2 separate regions of the Mus musculus genome follow, and region 2 is linked to region 1. The links are chromatin contacts, called in public promoter capture Hi-C maps. All regions are on one chromosome and are shown on one strand. Each heading gives the region's core, a stretch centred on a gene start, on an enhancer-like site or on the middle of the called end of the contact. The rest is flanking DNA. Distances are from core to core; before and after follow the strand shown.

Region 1 (7,948 bases), core at 3,198-5,697:
CCTGTGCTGGCTTCCCACTCATGCTCAGCCAACCCTGAGAGTTGGGAATGGCAGGCCAGGACCACAGGCAGTTCAACAATGAGCTCTTCTAGGGCACCTGTGCTCCTAAACTAACAAGACCCCGAACCTCTGGATCGTACTCAAGACAGACAGACAGACAGACAGTAAACAGGCACAATCAATCAGGGAACTACAGAGGTGTCACGGGCTCTACAGAAAGACAGGAGGGCTGCGGAAGCTGAAGTCTGAAGCAGAGTTCACAAGCCATGTCCTGGGTGGAACTGCCTTTGTAAAAGCAGGAGAGTGGGTGGGATGAGACAGCACGTGACGGCACACTCTATCCCCTAAAACTGGAACTCAAGGGGCTGAGGGGCTATTCAGTCTAGGGCTGCGCTCCCTAGAAGAAACACACACACACACACACTCTCTCCCTCCCTCGTCAGGATATGAGCCTAGGGACTAGAAGTAGTCACTGTCCCAGTGGCACCTCAAGCCTGGAACCTGACAGAAAAAGCACTTGGAAGTGTTTGCAGTTTGCTCACAGAGGGGCACCAGCCCTTCAGGGACACACAGCAAGCTCACACTAGTAGGTTTGGGCAAGGTAAAGTCCTCCGGTCAGTGTGCATACAGACAGCTACCGAAGAGTCACCCCCTTGGCATGGAGGGAGGGATGCAGTCTGGACCCTCTCTGAGCGCAGGGACAAGTAGCACATGGGAACCATGGTAGTCACTACCCTAGGCCAGAACCAGAGAGTGTGCTAAAGAGGCACACAGACTTAAGAAGTGGAAACCGGCTCGGTTTGGAGACACCAGGTCTTCCCTGACAGTGGAGAGAGAGCCCCACCCCCACCCCAGGACCCCACTTTCTGTCCTTAGTAGCAGACATCTGGTTCTATCACAGGCAGAGAGGCTCGCAAGTCTTGCTGGGCATCTCCAGCTCACAGGGGAACCCCTACCTCGAGCAGCTCCTCCTCCAGTGTCCTCACAGAGGGGCTGGAGGAGGGGAAGTGTCTGGCGACTAGAAATCTGATCCCTGGGAGAAGCCCACACAGAAACTAGAGCTTTCAGTGTCCTTGGCCAGGTCTGGCTGAGGAACCAGCAGAGGGCGGGGACACAGACCAGAAGCTCCTGTCTGTGGTGGGAGTGGGAGGTGGCTCCCGTTCCCACTACTCTTCTTTCAGGGGTGTATGCTTTAGAGGTTTTGGGGCCCACCTGACCCTCTTCCTTCCCCTCTGCTAGATGCCCATGTTGAGGCCGAAGCACCAGAGGGTCTCTTGTCAGCCTGGTGGAATAGTCAACACAGACAAGAAAGACAGCAGGCAGCAGAGTCCCATGTGCAGATGGAGATCAGAGAGGGCTTGATGCAAACAGACTCCTCTAGCAGGGCCAGGCGCTCACAGGCTCCTCCCCCCTCGTGGGGCTTCCAGAGCGCCCCCTAGGAGAAGGGGGTTCCCCAGGGCAGGCTGGGAATAGAAGCCTGGCTCCGCATCTCTGGCCTTCCACCTCCTCCCCCCTGGCTCGGTGGCCCAGGTGCACTAGTCCCCAGCTCCTTACACTCCCACAACTCCGGGGACTGTCTCCACGTCCAAGGATGTCCAACAGCACAGGAGATAGTGGGGTACACCCGTCCCCATGACTGGGAGTAAGCAAGCACATCAGACGGAAAAAAGCAACAGGGCGGCCCAAGCCAGCGGGGGGGGGGGGGGGGGAGATGCTGGGAAGCCAGCGGGAGGGCTGGTACCCACATATCCACATGCACGGCTGTGGCTCAGTGCAAAGGTGCCATGCCGCCAGCCACGGAATTAGTTCTTTTCCGCCTTCCAGATGATTTTTCATCTCTGTAATTAATGGGCAAGTCATATCTGAACGGCATGGCAGGCAAATTGCTAGTTAGGAAAATCACAGATAATTTTCTCGATATGATAATGAAGGTTGTATTCCGTCTCTTATTCTCCCTGTTTTCATCCTACTTTTAAGTAATAAATTTGGCATTAGTGGGCAGGGTGTGGGGAGGAAGGAAGTCACCTGTCCCCAAAGCTAGGACCTGTCTTAGCAGGCGTCCCCCAACACACACACCAAGGTCCCCAGTTCCTAACTGGGCAGATGAAGAAGAGGATGCCAGAGATGCTTGTGGGGACCCTCAAAGGAACACTCTGACATTCCATGATTGATGGGGTATTGCCAGGGTCTAGGGAGGGGGGAGAGCAGGGGTAGCCATCAGGCTGTGGGCCAGATAGAGTTGGGTCTGGGGTCGGATTAAAGACTCACGCCTGCCCTTGGGGTGCAGGAAAGAGAAGCAGGTACCAATGGCCTCTCTCTCAGCAGCACTGGAGGTCAACAGGCCCAGAACAGACATCCACCCTCAGGTGTCCTCCACACCTGTCCCTACACTGTCCAACTCTCTCCCCACGTTGACCCTCCCTACTCCACTGGAGGCATGAGGGTAAGCAGAGAGAGGGGGAGACAGACAGAGATAAAGAGGCTGCCAGCCATCTTGGCGGCCATCTTGAACCCCTCCCCCAACTCCCCCAAACGCACCACATGTTTGGATATGGGAAGACAGATCCGGCTCTGGGTCCCAGAGAGGCTGGGAAAGAAGGGGGCTCTCTGGTTCACATTGGGACAGGAGGGACATCCACAAAGATGCCAAAGCTGAGGAGAAGGCGGGGTGGGGAGATGAGGAAGGTACAGTAATAAGATGCTGGGCGAGGATAGGGCTGGAAGCTAACCTAGCCGAGAAGTGTACAGATTGGGATGGGTGAGCTTAGGGGCTGTTTGCCGGCGGGGTGCCATCTTCACATAGGTGCCTGGGGTGCACTGAAGTGATGCCATTTGAGGACATTTTCTGGCCACTGCATAAGTACACACTACCCTCCCACCACACACACACACACACACACACACACACACACACACACACACACACACACACACACGAACTGGACTTTCATCCCAGGACCCTCAAACGGGACGATGACAACTGAGCCACACAGCTCTATTTCAGGAACACCTGGAAGAGGAGAGAAAGCTCGTTCCGGTAGATCCAACCTGACAGCCTCCATCCGTGCTTAACAGGGTACCACTAACAGAAGATGTCTCACAACTGCACCAGGGTTGCCCAAAGCACCCCTCCGGGCTGAAACTCACTCGACACCCAGACATACCTCTCCCCATACCACCCCCAACCACCATTAGCGCCACTGCCTCCCAGAGAAAAACAAGCCATGTCGGGGGGGGGGGGGGGCTGGCCCAGCATCCTGCGGTGCCAGCCCCCCGACATGGCTTCTCTGGGGAGCCCGGGCCCGCGCGCTGCGCGCACACGCACCCTCTCCACTCACACCCAGACACCTACACAAACAGGGCGCCAAGCACCCGCGCGCACACGCACCGGGGACACGCAGGCACCGCCGCGCCGCTTCCCCACAAAGGCCGGCGCGCGCGCGGGCACACGCAGCCACGCGCGGGCACACTAGCGGTCCCCTCCCCCTGCAGGGCACCCTGCGGCCGCCCATCCGCACCCTCACCAAGCCCCCGGCGGGCGGGGGTAGGGTGCTCCCCGCCCCTCCCGCCGCGCACACCTGGCCCAGGTGCGGCGTGGCCTGAGGCTCCCGCACACTCACCTGTCCAGCGGCGCTTCGGGGTCGGCCGTGCGCGCTCCTCCGGCGGCTCCGCGAAGCCGGGCCCCCCGCCCGGCACATCTCCCGGAGCCCGGCCCAGGGGGAAGCGGGGAGGGGGTGGCTGAGCGAGGGAGGACTCCGTGTCCCTTCTTTCCTCCGGCCCAGCACCGCCGCCACCGACCAAAATTTAAAAGGGAAGGGGTGGGGGGGGGGAGTATAAAAAAAAAAAAAAAAAGGAAAGAAAAGGCGGATCGCGGCGCTCCGGAGGCGGCCCCGGCCCCGGGCGCGCGGGTCTGCGCCCCTCCCGGGGAGCGAGGCGTGGAGGCGGAGGGGCGGGGGCGGCGTCAGAGCTCGGGGGGCTGGGGCGAGGCGGAGCCCCCCGAGGCGGCGCCGGCTGCCCGCATCTCCCCCGCAGCTCCGCGGCCCCGACGGAGGCGGCACGTGTGTGCCCAGGCGACTTCCCAGCGCCCCCGGACGGCAGCGGGCGAAGGGTTAACGCGGCTGCCCGGGCGGCCGCGCAGGCCCCCGCCGCCCGGCGGCGCCGCTCCTGGGCCCGCGCGGCCCCATCCGCCGGGGCGTCTCCGGCAGACGGCGGGGCGGGGGCGTCGCAGCGCCGACTGCTCCCGCGCCGACCGCTCGCGCTGCCCGCAGGGGGCCGGAGCTACACAGCTGGAAGCAGGCGCGGCGGCGTTGCGCCCCCGGGGTGGCCGGAGCAGGGGGCGCGGGGCTGGGCCCGTGGGCACCGCAGGACTCGCGGAGCGAGCGGGCGCGGGGCACCAGCAATGACAAGCCGCCTGCTCTCGGCGCTGCCGGGCCCGCCGGCTCCGGGAGGGGGGCGGCGGACAAGCGCAAAACCTGGCCTGGACTACCCGCCGGGGACTAGTCTCCGCAGCCCTCCCGTGCGCCCCGAGGAAGGGCCCGGAAACCTGGCCTGGAGTTCCACTCGCCTCCCCCAAGGAAAAGTGGGCAGAGGGAGGCGACGCGCTAGATCCCCCTAGTTGGGCTGGGGGGGGGTGGGGTGCGACGGGCGGCAAGAAAAAACGGAACGGACTCTGCAGCCGTGCTGTGCAGAAAGGCGCCTAGCCGGTGAGGGGTAAATGGAGAGCTGTGCAAGGACTGCGCAAAACCTGGTCCGGATTTGGCAGAGAGGGTAGGGACGGGAGGGGCGCGGTGTGGGGGGGTAGGAGTGGGAGGGGAGGTAGCTGCGACAGGGCCAGATGCACTCGAGGCACGCAAATTTCGGTCCGGATTCTTCCAAGGGAGATGGAGTAATGCGTCAGGCCTGTGCGGTGGCAACAAAAAAGACCTGGACCAGAGCGTCTCCCACCCGGGATTGCAGGAGGGCCGGAGGGAGTGCTGCTTAGTGACTGACAAGAGCGTAGGCTGTCCCCCATCTTCCTAACAGCGACGTGGGGTGGGGAGGGACAAAATGAGGGCTGGACTGAGGTATGGAAGGATCCCGCGCGCTGGCTGCAACAGAGCCGGCAGGTAAAAGCAGTATCTGGATCCTGGGTGATGCGACAGGAAGGGGATGTGGTGTGGATCCCGCTACCCTGGGAGACCAGACCTACAATAAAAAAATAAATAAATAAATTAATTAAAAAAAAAAACGAGGGAGGGACGCAAAGCCAGGACTGGAGCGTAGGTAGGATGGGATGAGAACAGCCCCCCTCCCCCAAACAGAAGAGAGAGCCTTGGCAACCGGACAGGGTCCTGGAGCTGACCAGGCTGCAGGAGCGGAGGAGAGGTTAGTATCTATAAACGCCTCAAGCGTCTGGTTTTGGAGGGGGTGGGTAGGGAAGAAAAAAAAAATTGAATTTTAGGTTGATGGCGAGAGCAAAAGCCCGGTGCAGATTTCCACAACGTAAGAACTACACTGCAGGTGATGGACTCGGAGAAGTAGGGCAGCGGATCGGACTTAGATTCCTAGGCTTTGGACTTAGTGAGTGAAGCCAGAGGCTGGGTTCAGCCCCCCAGCTACAGATGAAGCCTAGGATTGCTTCTCTAGATGGGAAAGGGGGTCGACCTGGCCCAAATATCTGGAGCCAAAGCTACCACTGCCTAGACTTATAGTTTATTTGTTTTTTTGGTTTTTTTTTTTTTTTTTGGTGGGGGGAGGCTATAAAGCTGAACCCGGGGCCAAAACCAGGCACTTAAGCAATATAGACAACTCAGTGCGGGGGTTGGGGTGTGGGTTCAGGGGAGCGGAATCCAGAGAGGTAAGAACAGAGCTTGGAAGCTGCCGCGCTGAGAATCCGTTTTACGAAGGATGGGTGCAACTCTTAAGATTGATGGCTGAGGAGAAGCAAAAACTGGGCTTGGATCCTTGGGGAAGGGAATCCACCCAAAAGCAGCCTAAATACCGAATCCGGCAGCTTATTCAAGTTCAACGTCCAGCTGAATGTTAGCACTGCCTTAGGAGTGCAGATAAACCCTGATGTGGATTTTTCAGAGAATGTGATGTGCTGAGGTTAGAGCAGGAGGTGTGGGGTGGGGTGGGGGATGGGGTGGGTTAAAAGTCCATCTCAGTGTGCATGGAAGGTGCTGTTCTGCCTGCTGAGTGGGTTAAAGTCAGGAAAAGGTTTGAGAGTGGAAGAACTTGGGTGGGTCTTGAATAGGAACAAAGATTATCCACAAAAGCCTTAATGTATAGGCCATTAACCTGTTCCCAAAAAACCCTTCTATGTAGCTCCTCCTGGTGGGAGATTGGGCGGGGAGGCACCGTTGCGTGGACAGGGAAAAGGGGCCACTACCAAAAATTTCATTCCTACTTCTTTAAAAGACACACTTCTCTTCCAGGATTAAGGGTCCTTGGTTCTTCAAAACCAAACTTCAGGGAGGAGTACTTATGTGAGGTGCTACCCCCACCCAGGGAAGACTCCATGTTTGAAGAGTGTCAGCTATGAACCTAAGTGACCAGGGGACTGAATCCAGGGAACCAAAGATACACTACACCTCGAGTGCAGGAAAGATCCTATCCTTTTTGTGACTGACTGATAGAGAGGAGGGTCCCGTCTCTCTGTGCGTTTCCTACTTTGACATATCAACGGATCTCTAGAAAGCTCTACTCCCCTAGCAAGTGGTGTGTGTGTGTGTGTGTGTGTGTGTGTGTGTGTGTGTGTGTGTGTTTTACTGAGGCTGAGGTGTTCAGTGGCCTAGCTGTGGTTGCCCAGCATGTGTAAGGGCCTGGATTCTATCTCCAGCCCAAATGGAGAGGGAGGAGTCCTTTAGCTACTAGCTTCCTTTCTCCAGCAGCCCACCCATCTCTTCTGCAAAAGCAATCCAGGAGATAGTTTGAACTAGCACGCTCCATTATGAAGAAAAGTCGTGATATATATATTTTTTAAGGACCAAGGCTCAGTTTGGAAAAATCCTAGCAGGATGTCCCCTCCCCCTCCCGCTTTCCAAAACCCTTCTCTCCCCCAATTCTGGTGGCCGGTGGTGCGCCCCTGGTGGCGGCCGAATTGGCTTGCCAGCCTCCATCCTAACCGTGGCTCTTGGGTTCTTGGGCAGAGGGCTCAGAAGGCAAAGGATGCAGGGAGGTTGTGAACACGAAGAGTCACCCGCACACCCCGGACTCTGCCTGCGCAGTCGCAGTGGAGGCTGCGCCGGCAGCCGGGCTCCGGGAACCAAAGCGTGCACGCGCGCGCGCAGACTCGCCCGCTGCGGGTACCTCTAACCCTCTACTCCTTAGAGGTACCCGAGGCCTGGATAGGGTGCAGTTCACTCTAGCATCCTGCCTTTCACGTTGGGACCTTATGCAGAGTGACCACGTCGTTCCTTGGCATTACATTCTGTACACCTGGTCCCATTAGATCCTTATGCACAGGCTGTCCTGCGTCTTGGGTTACCCTAAGTCTATAGGCACGACACCCCATCTTTTGAGCACCGTGTACTTGAGGACACCGATGTGCAGAGTGTCTGGGCATGAAGATACCCAATGTTCTGCATCATTGTGATCCCATAGCCTGAGCATCTAGCATGTTGGACACCTCATTCCAAGACATAATGGTACCCTTCTGGGCTCTCAGTGTGTGGGGCCTACGGTCTCTGGCTCAGTAAACCCTTGTTTCTAGGGTTCCAAATTTGTCTCAGCCCAACTCCTTCCAGGAGATGCCTGCTGCACCTGCAAGATCGATGTGACCTGTCGAGGGAGCTGGATGATTGGGGTTTGTGCACTCTTGCGGTCCCTGGGGGCTTCCTGTACTGGATCCCTTGAGCAATTTCTGAGCTCCTTCCAGTACCACACTCAGAACCCACTCAAGTGAACAGTGAGATAAAGGCCTCACTGAGCGCTGGACATCGTGAGCATACCTTTAACTCCAAAACTC
Region 2 (7,948 bases), core at 3,450-5,949, 140 kb before region 1:
AAGAATGATGATCAGGAGTTCAGTCAGTCTCAGCTGCATAGTGAATTTGAGGGACACATGAGACCCTGAGATGAACATATATACACATATGCCTACATATATGCTGGCAGGTAATGGTGTTTGCTGCCAAGCTTGAAGACTCAAGTTTGATCCTAAGACCCCCATGATGGAAGGGGAGAACTGAGTCCTAAGTCTCAGGTGTTCTCTGACCTCACACTCATGCCACAGGACCAACACAAGAACACATTTAAAAAAACAAAAAACAAAAAACAATGTTAAGCCTGGAGTGTAGCTCAGAGGTTAAAGAACCCAGGCTGCTCTTCCCAAGTTCAGCAGCAGCGTGGCAGCTCACAACTGTCTGTAACTCCATTCTGAGGGATCCACACCGTATACAGACATACATACAGGCAAAACACCAATGCACATAAAATAAAAATGGATCATTAAAAAAAAATTTAAACCACTCTATTAAACCACAATCCACTGAACAAGACCAGCCGTTCACAAACCCGTGTCTGCAGACTGTGCTGTGGCTCTGTGCCCTTTCCAACGTGCCTGGGGCCCTGGGTTCATCTCCAGGGCTTCAAAACACTAGAAATCTATTCATGGAAAACAGACATGATGAGAAAGTGAAGAGGTCGGCCATCTCTGGAGGAGGGGAGAATGTTGACCAGAAGGACTTGGCGAGAACCCCGGCACTCATCCTGTGTCCGGCCTGAGGAGCAGTGACTGGGTAACCTATTTACACACAAGCTTTACTCACAGAGGATAAGGTCAGTGGGTAAGAGTGTTTGCTGCAAAAATAGGAGGACCTGAGTTCAAATCCCAGAGCCCACATTAAAAAGCCAGGTGTGACCCCACTGCTGTGGAGTTGAAAACAACCAGACCAATTTGCTTGCCACTTGTGGGCCGTCTGCCTAGCTCCAGGTTTGCTGAGAGACCCCCCCATCTCAAGAGTACAAGGTAGAGCGTTATAGCACAGGATGGCCCATATCCTCTGACCTCTGTGCACACCCGTGCTACCCCGATCCCCACACCACACATGCATCCGTTACGTAGGTGTCACACTCACCCACAGCACACACATGCTTTATGAACACAGACACATTTTTTATATGACCATACTTGTGTCCATGGGCTTTCCTTTTCCACGTTGCCTTGCGGTGCAATGTGAAAACAGTTAATGTTTCAGGAATCTGACAGCTGGAGAGGTGGCTCAGCAGTTAAGAGCACTGCTTGTTCTTCCAGAGGACTTGGGTTTGATTTCCAGCAACCACATGACGGTTAAGAACTGTCTGCAACTCCTGTCTCAGGGGACCTGACACTCTTTCTGCCTCCTCCCCCTACAGCACTGCATGTACAGATATGTGTGCTAACCAGACATTCATGCACATAAATCAAATGAAATACAAAGATGGGGCTGGCTGGAGAGGTGGCTCAGCGGTTGAGAGCAGGTGTTGCTCTTCCAGAGGACTTGGGTTCTCAGTGCCCACATGGGACTCACGATTCCTATAACTCCAGTTCTGACCTCTTCAGATACCAGGCACTTGGTGGAACACAGACAGACTCATGCACATAAACTAAATCTAAAAGAATTTTTTAAGTGAAGGAAATTTTAAAAAAAAGAATTTGAGGATATCAAGTTGACATCTCATTGGAAGGTTGAACTCAGGCGGTGGCGGTGGCGGCGGCAGCGGCAGCAGCAGCAGCAGCAGCAGCACACTCCTTTATTCCTAGCACTGGAGAAGTGGAGGCAGGTAGGACTCTGAGTTCATGACCAGCCTGGTTTACAGAGTGAATTCCAGGGCTATACAGAGAAACTCTGTCTGGAAAAAACAAAACAAACAAGCAAGCAAGAAAGTTTGAAATCAGCTGTTGCAGACAAGCACTTCAGAGCAGCACCTGGAAGCTGTTGGCTGAACTTCCCAGCTGGCTGCTGGAGGAAGCACCGTAGTTTCAACTACCAGGGAGGCTGAAGCAGGAGGAGAGCAAAATTAAGGCCAACTTAGGCTACAGAATAAGCTCAAGGTCAAACGGGCAACTCAGTGAGACACTGTCTTGAGTAAGACAGCGGTGGCAGGGAGGGCTGGCAAGATGTCAGGGTAGATAAAGGTGCCTGCCACCAAGCCTGGGTTCAAGTCCCAGGATTCATGTGGTGGAATAAGAAAGCTGATCTCAAGCCGGGCGTGGTGGCACACGCCTTTAATCCCAGCACTCAGGAGGCAGAGGCAGGCAGATTTCTGAGTTTGAGGCCAGCCTGGTCTACAAAGTGAGTTCCAGGACAGCCAGGGCTACACAGAGAAACCCTATCTCACACACACACACACACACACACACACACACACACACACACACACACACACACACACACACACAAAACAAAAAAAACCAAAAAACAAAAAAACAAAAACCAAAAAAGAACAAAAACCAAAACAAAACAAAAAACCAAAAGAGAGCTGATCTCTACAAGTTGTCCTCCAACCTTTACATGCACACCATGGCACACATCCTCATTAGATGGATGGATGGACAGATGGATAGATAGATAGATAGATAGATTGATTGATTGATAGTAGATAAAATGAAATTATAAGTCTCAATTTTTAAAAGAAATTTAAGTTCTTGGGATGCAGCTGTGTAAGCCCTTTCATAGCAGGTGCAGGGCCTTGAGCCTAATAATCAGTGTATATAAAATACACCCCCCTCCCTTCTCTCTCTCTCTCTCTCTCTCTCTCTCTTTCTCTTTCTCTTTCTCTCTCTCTCTCTCTCTCTCCCCGTCTCTTCTCCCATCTCTGCCCTCTTGCTGCCATAGAAAGAAAGCTAAGAAAAATAAGTGGTAGGGGTGGGAGAATTCACCACAGGTTCAGGGCTTTTACTTTAAAATAATTTTGATATGTGCATAGGTGTTTTGCCTGCATGCTTGTCTGTATAACATTTGCATGTCTGGTACCTGCAGAGGCCAGAAGAGGGCGTCAGATTCCCTGGACGTAGAATTACTACTGATGGTTGTGAGCTGCCATGTGGGTGCTGGGAACTAAACCTAGGTCTTCTGGAAGAGCATCCAGTACACATAAACTCTGAGCCATCTCTGTCTCTCCAGCCCTAAGGTCATTCCAGGCCACCCCAGAACTGCAGAGGGGCTGAGAGGCAGCACAGTGATAAGAGCATTTTCTTCTTGTGTGGGGACCCAAGTTCTGTTCCCAGCAGCCATGTCAGCAGCACAGCCTGTAATTCGAATTCCAAGAGTTTGATGCCCACTTTTGGCCTCTACAAAAACCCACATAAATGTGGTGCACACAGACACACTCACACAGAGACACACATACACATGCACACACAAAGACACATAAATAAATATACTTACATAATTCTAAAACAATAAACAAAATTGGACTTTTTTTTTTTCAAGACAGGGTTTCTCTGTGTAGCCCTGACTGTCCTGGAACTCACTCTGTAGACCAGGCTGGCCTCGAACTCAGAAATCCGCCTGTCTCTGCCTCCCAAGTGCTGGGATTAAAGGCGTGTGCCATCACCGCCCGGCTAAAATTGGACTTTTAAAGACAGGGTCTCTGCAGGGCGGTGGTGGCACACACCTATAAGCCCAGCACTTGGGAGGCAGAGGCAGGAGGACTTCTGAGTTCAAGACCAGCCTGGTCTACAAAGTGAATTCCAGGACAGCCAGGGCTATACAGAGAAACCCTGTCTCGAAAAAACAACAAAACAAAACAAAACAAAACAACAACAAAAAAACCCTGTCTCAAAAATACAACAACAAAAAAATAAATAAAAGAAAGGAAGGAAGAAAGAAAGAAAGAAAGAAAGAAAGGAAGGAAGGGAGAGAGAGAGAGAGAGAGAGAAAGAAAGAAAGAAAGAAAGAAAGAAAGAAAGAAAGAAAGGAAGGAAGGAAGGAAGGAAGGAAGGAAGGAAGGAAGGAAGGAAGGAAGGAAGGAAGGAAGAAAGTAAGTGTAACCCTGGCTGGCCTGGAACTCACTATGTAAACTAGACTGGCCGCAAACTCAGAGATCCACCTGTCTCTGCTCCTGAGTGCTGGGTGTATGCCATCATGCCTAGCAAGAATAAGATTTTTAAAAGCAAAATGTGATGTTTCACACCTGAAACCTCAACACTGGGAGGGGGAACTGTGATTAGGATGTAAAATAAACAAATACATTTATTTATTTATTTAAAAAAATTTTTTAAAATTGTTATTTATGTCTGTATATGTGCACATATGTATATGCATGTGCATGCGGGCTCCTGATGGGGGCATAGAATCCCCTGGAGCTGGAGTTACAGGCAATTGTGAGTTGCCTGCTTTGGGTAGTGGGCACCAAACTCAGGCCATCTGGAAGAGCAGAAATCCTTATCTACTGTGCCATCTCTCCAGATCAGAGGAGAGTTTGAGGATAGCCAGGTTAGGAGATTCTGTCTAAGAAGAAAGGAGAGGTGGTGGCTTTCTCCTATAATCCCAAAACTTAGTAGTAGACTGAAGCAGGAAACTTGCTCGGTGTGGAAGATGACAGAGAGCTGAGCCATGTCACCCTGTCTGCGTGAAAGGTTATCTCTTAGCAAGGAGATGGTAAAGGTCAGGTTGCCAACTGCCTCCCCTCTGCTCAGAAGATAACCCAGGTCAGCGGGCGGCGCTGGGAGCCAGCCTGTATAAATAGGGGATCGGAGGTGGTGCAGATAGAGCACCTGGGTCGCAGGCATCTCAGCTGATCATGGCAATGCTCGGGCTGCTGCTGCTGGCTTCCTGGGCTCTCCTCGGGGCTCTGGGGCTGCAGGCCGAGGCGAGGCCGGCGCCCTACGGGGTGAAGCTCTGCGGTCGGGAGTTCATCCGCGCGGTCATCTTCACTTGCGGAGGCTCACGATGGCGCCGGGCGGACATCTTGGCCCACGAATCTCTGGGTGAGTGCTAGGCAATCAACCTGGAACAGGTGTCCTGGTAAGCGCAAAGCCAAACAGGCTGCATGGGCCAGGCATGGTTAGTTCCAAACTCTTGGGAGGTGGTAACAGAAAAAACTCACATTTAAAGGCAGCCTGGGCTACAGGGTAGAATCCCTGCCTAGCCATGTGCAGTGAAACACCTCTGCCTGCCTTTAAGCTTCCTCGGGACCAGGATGGTACAATTGAGGTAGCTGGAAGCCAGGCATCTTGGGGTTAAAGGCAGGGGTGTGGAAATCAGAAAGCCATTAGGCTACCTTTTCCTGGCTGTGTGTAGCATGACACCACACAGAGGTGCCGCTGCCCCTAAGGTGCCTCCCTTTGGGTGAGGGCACATCAGGTTTTTTTATCCCAGTCTGCCGAGAGGGAGCGGGATGCTAGGCACAGGGCTTGATTTCGCCACCTTCTGGCCTCTCTAGCCCTTGCTACCTCCTGCAGAGACCATTCCTGGTGAAATGGTAGACCCAGTGGGTGAGACCTTGCAGAATTCTTTAACGGGGCAGACTGTTTAGTGTGGCTGGAGCAGCAGGAGGCCAATCAGGAGAGTGCAGCTCCTTAGAGGCGAGACAAAAGAGGCGACACAGTGGGCTTGGGAGACTGTGATTAGAATCCCAACACTCTGGGAAGCTGAGGCAGGATGGTCATGAACTCAAGGACAGCCTAAGACCCTGTCTCAAAAAAAAAAAAATCGCAAAACCAAAAAACGGAGTGGAGGAGGAGGAAGAAGATGATGATGAAAGAGAGATGTGTGGGTGGTGAATGATGGACAGACAGATGGATGCATGCGCAGGTTAGGAGTGTGCCTGCCTCAAAACAGTAGCTCTATGGCTAAATGGCTGTGTCCTCACACAAGCCTGATGAGGAGCCAGGGTCCCAATTAGTGAATAGTAAGTAGGTGGCAACAGCAGCAAACTCAGTAGCTGTCACTGAGAGGCTGGAAGAAGTGAATTCGGTAAAGCAAACAAGACGGTCAATAAATGATCAGTGTTCACTTGAGTGCTCCTCATGTATCCCATAGTATTGTGCTTTTGCGGGCATCCAGTCTGATACTCCTGACAAAGCCAAAAAAAAAAAAAGTAGAAGTTATTATTATCTCCCCTCCCCCTCCCCTGCTTTGTGGAAAAGAAAACTGAGCCTAGGAGGGAGACGGAAGTAATGTCATTTACTATTCTGATTTAGGGAGCCTAGCTCCCAAATGCATATTTTCATCTACGCCGTCCACATTAAATAAAGAATCGCATGAACTCAGTGACAGGAAAGTCCAGCTTAGCACTGAAACTGACAACAGAGCCAGCATTTGAACCCTCGAGGGGATGAAATCAAACTCAGAACCGCAACCTTGATCCTCCAGACTGGAGATGTAAGTGGGCTAAGCCCTGATTCTTCCTCTTTGCTTTTGCAGGGGACTTCTTCGCTGATGGAGAAGCCAATACAGACCACCTGGCCAGCGAGCTGGATGAAGCGGTGGGCTCCAGCGAGTGGCTGGCCCTAACCAAATCCCCCCAGGCTTTCTACGGTGGTCGAGCCAGCTGGCAAGGGTCACCTGGAGTGGTTCGGGGCAGCAGAGATGTGTTGGCTGGCCTTTCCAGCAGTTGCTGCGAGTGGGGCTGTAGCAAGAGCCAAATTAGCAGCTTGTGCTAGGATCAGGGTTGAGCAATGGAGAAGCGGGCCGTGCCTGCAAGCTGCTGTCAGCTGTGCGATGTTCAAGAGCATTCCTACAGGCGAGGCACCAAGGGGTCCACTGTCTCCTTACAGACCCTCTGCCAAGATGCATACACTACTTGCCAACCTTTCCCCACCTTGCTGCCGGCCCCTCCTCTATCCAGCCAAACAGAAACTTGTTTTTCATGGCTGAGTTCTTCCGTGCCACAACCTCACCCCCAGCAGCCCAGCAGCAACCAGATGCCCATCTTCTTAAACTGGCTACACTAGAGTCTGCCCCACCTCCACCCTCAGTCCGGCCCTAATTGTCGCCACTGTCCCTGGCTAACCTCCCCCCCACCCCAAAACAGAGCCCCTGGTCCTCAGTACTCAGACTTCCTCACCACATAAAATAAAGGTTCAGTTCTGAGCATTTGCACGCGTGCGTATCATTGCTGGGGGTGGGCGGATTTGGGGACTTCCCGCCAGGGGCGGGGTGGCTTCCTTCCCGCAGGCTGTAAGCCCCAAGCCTGGTGGTGTCACTTGTCCCTGGGAGCCATGAACCGGCTCCGGGTTGCACGCCTCACGCCGTTGGAGCTTCTGCTGTCGCTGATGTCGCTGCTGCTCGGGACGCGGCCCCACGGTGAGCAGCTTCGTGAGTGGCTGGCTCGGGGTCACAGTTGTAGGGCATCGGGAACTGGGCGACAACAGGATGTAGCAGGTCGGAAAGGGGCCCGGGACTCCCTCTGCGCCATCCCAGCACGTGCCAGGCCCTGCGCTCCGGTACTGCACTACCACTGTACCAGAGGATGGACGCATCCACAGTCCAGCAAGTTCAGGCCCCGGGGAACTTGACCACGGTCCTCTCGGCTCTCTGCGCCCCTGCAGGCAGTCCAGGTCCACTGCAGTGCTACAGCGTCGGTCCCCTGGGAATCCTGAACTGCTCCTGGGAACCTTTGGGCGACCTGGAGACTCCACCTGTGCTGTATCACCAGAGTCAGAAATAGTGAGTACCCTGGAGTGGTCTAGGGGAAACTGAGGACGGAAAGTGGTCACTCAGATTTCAAGCGAATTTTGTTAAGAGGATCACCGCCCGCCCCTCAGTCCGGCTACTGAGAATTCGGTCCACACTCTCACAACCCTCAGGCTAGCCCACTCATTCCCTTATGGCATAACTCAGGTCTGACCACTTTCCCTCTCTCAACCCCCACCCCCACCCCCACAGTAATGACGGCACAGGCCTGCCATGATTGATTCTGCCCATCAGCACGGTAGGCACATGGCAAAGAAAAACTGCTGAGCACTAGAAAGCAGGTTAATATCGTTGTTGTACGACATCGGGCAGGTAACTTGAATTTCTGAG

The links. Capture Hi-C pulls out chosen DNA fragments and counts their contacts.
Region 2: a promoter capture Hi-C map of adipose tissue shows a contact between it and region 1. The contact joins the promoter of Rln3 here to the promoter of Adgrl1 in region 1. A contact is called at or near these places in 1 of 39 promoter capture datasets (embryonic stem cells), 1 of 15 datasets of contacts at CTCF or cohesin (embryonic stem cells), 1 of 115 datasets of contacts at active chromatin or transcription factors (embryonic stem cells) and 2 of 9 other capture datasets (adipose tissue and liver).

The regions. Positions count from the first base shown.
Region 1 is chr8:83,896,597-83,904,544 of GRCm38.p6, reverse strand. It overlaps Adgrl1 (adhesion G protein-coupled receptor L1), which reads right to left and starts at 4,447. Exons shown (of 23, transcript NM_181039.2): 1 at 3,621-4,447. Gm26721 (predicted gene, 26721) reads left to right here and starts at 4,818. Exons shown (of 4, transcript NR_166528.1): 1 at 4,818-5,364.
Region 2 is chr8:84,041,730-84,049,677 of GRCm38.p6, reverse strand. It overlaps Rln3 (relaxin 3), which reads left to right and starts at 4,699. Exons shown (of 2, transcript NM_173184.1): 1 at 4,699-4,908; 2 at 6,347-6,611. The coding sequence starts at 4,722. The coding sequence ends at 6,585. It overlaps Il27ra (interleukin 27 receptor, alpha), which reads left to right and starts at 7,103. Exons shown (of 14, transcript NM_016671.3): 1 at 7,103-7,228; 2 at 7,474-7,591. The coding sequence starts at 7,144.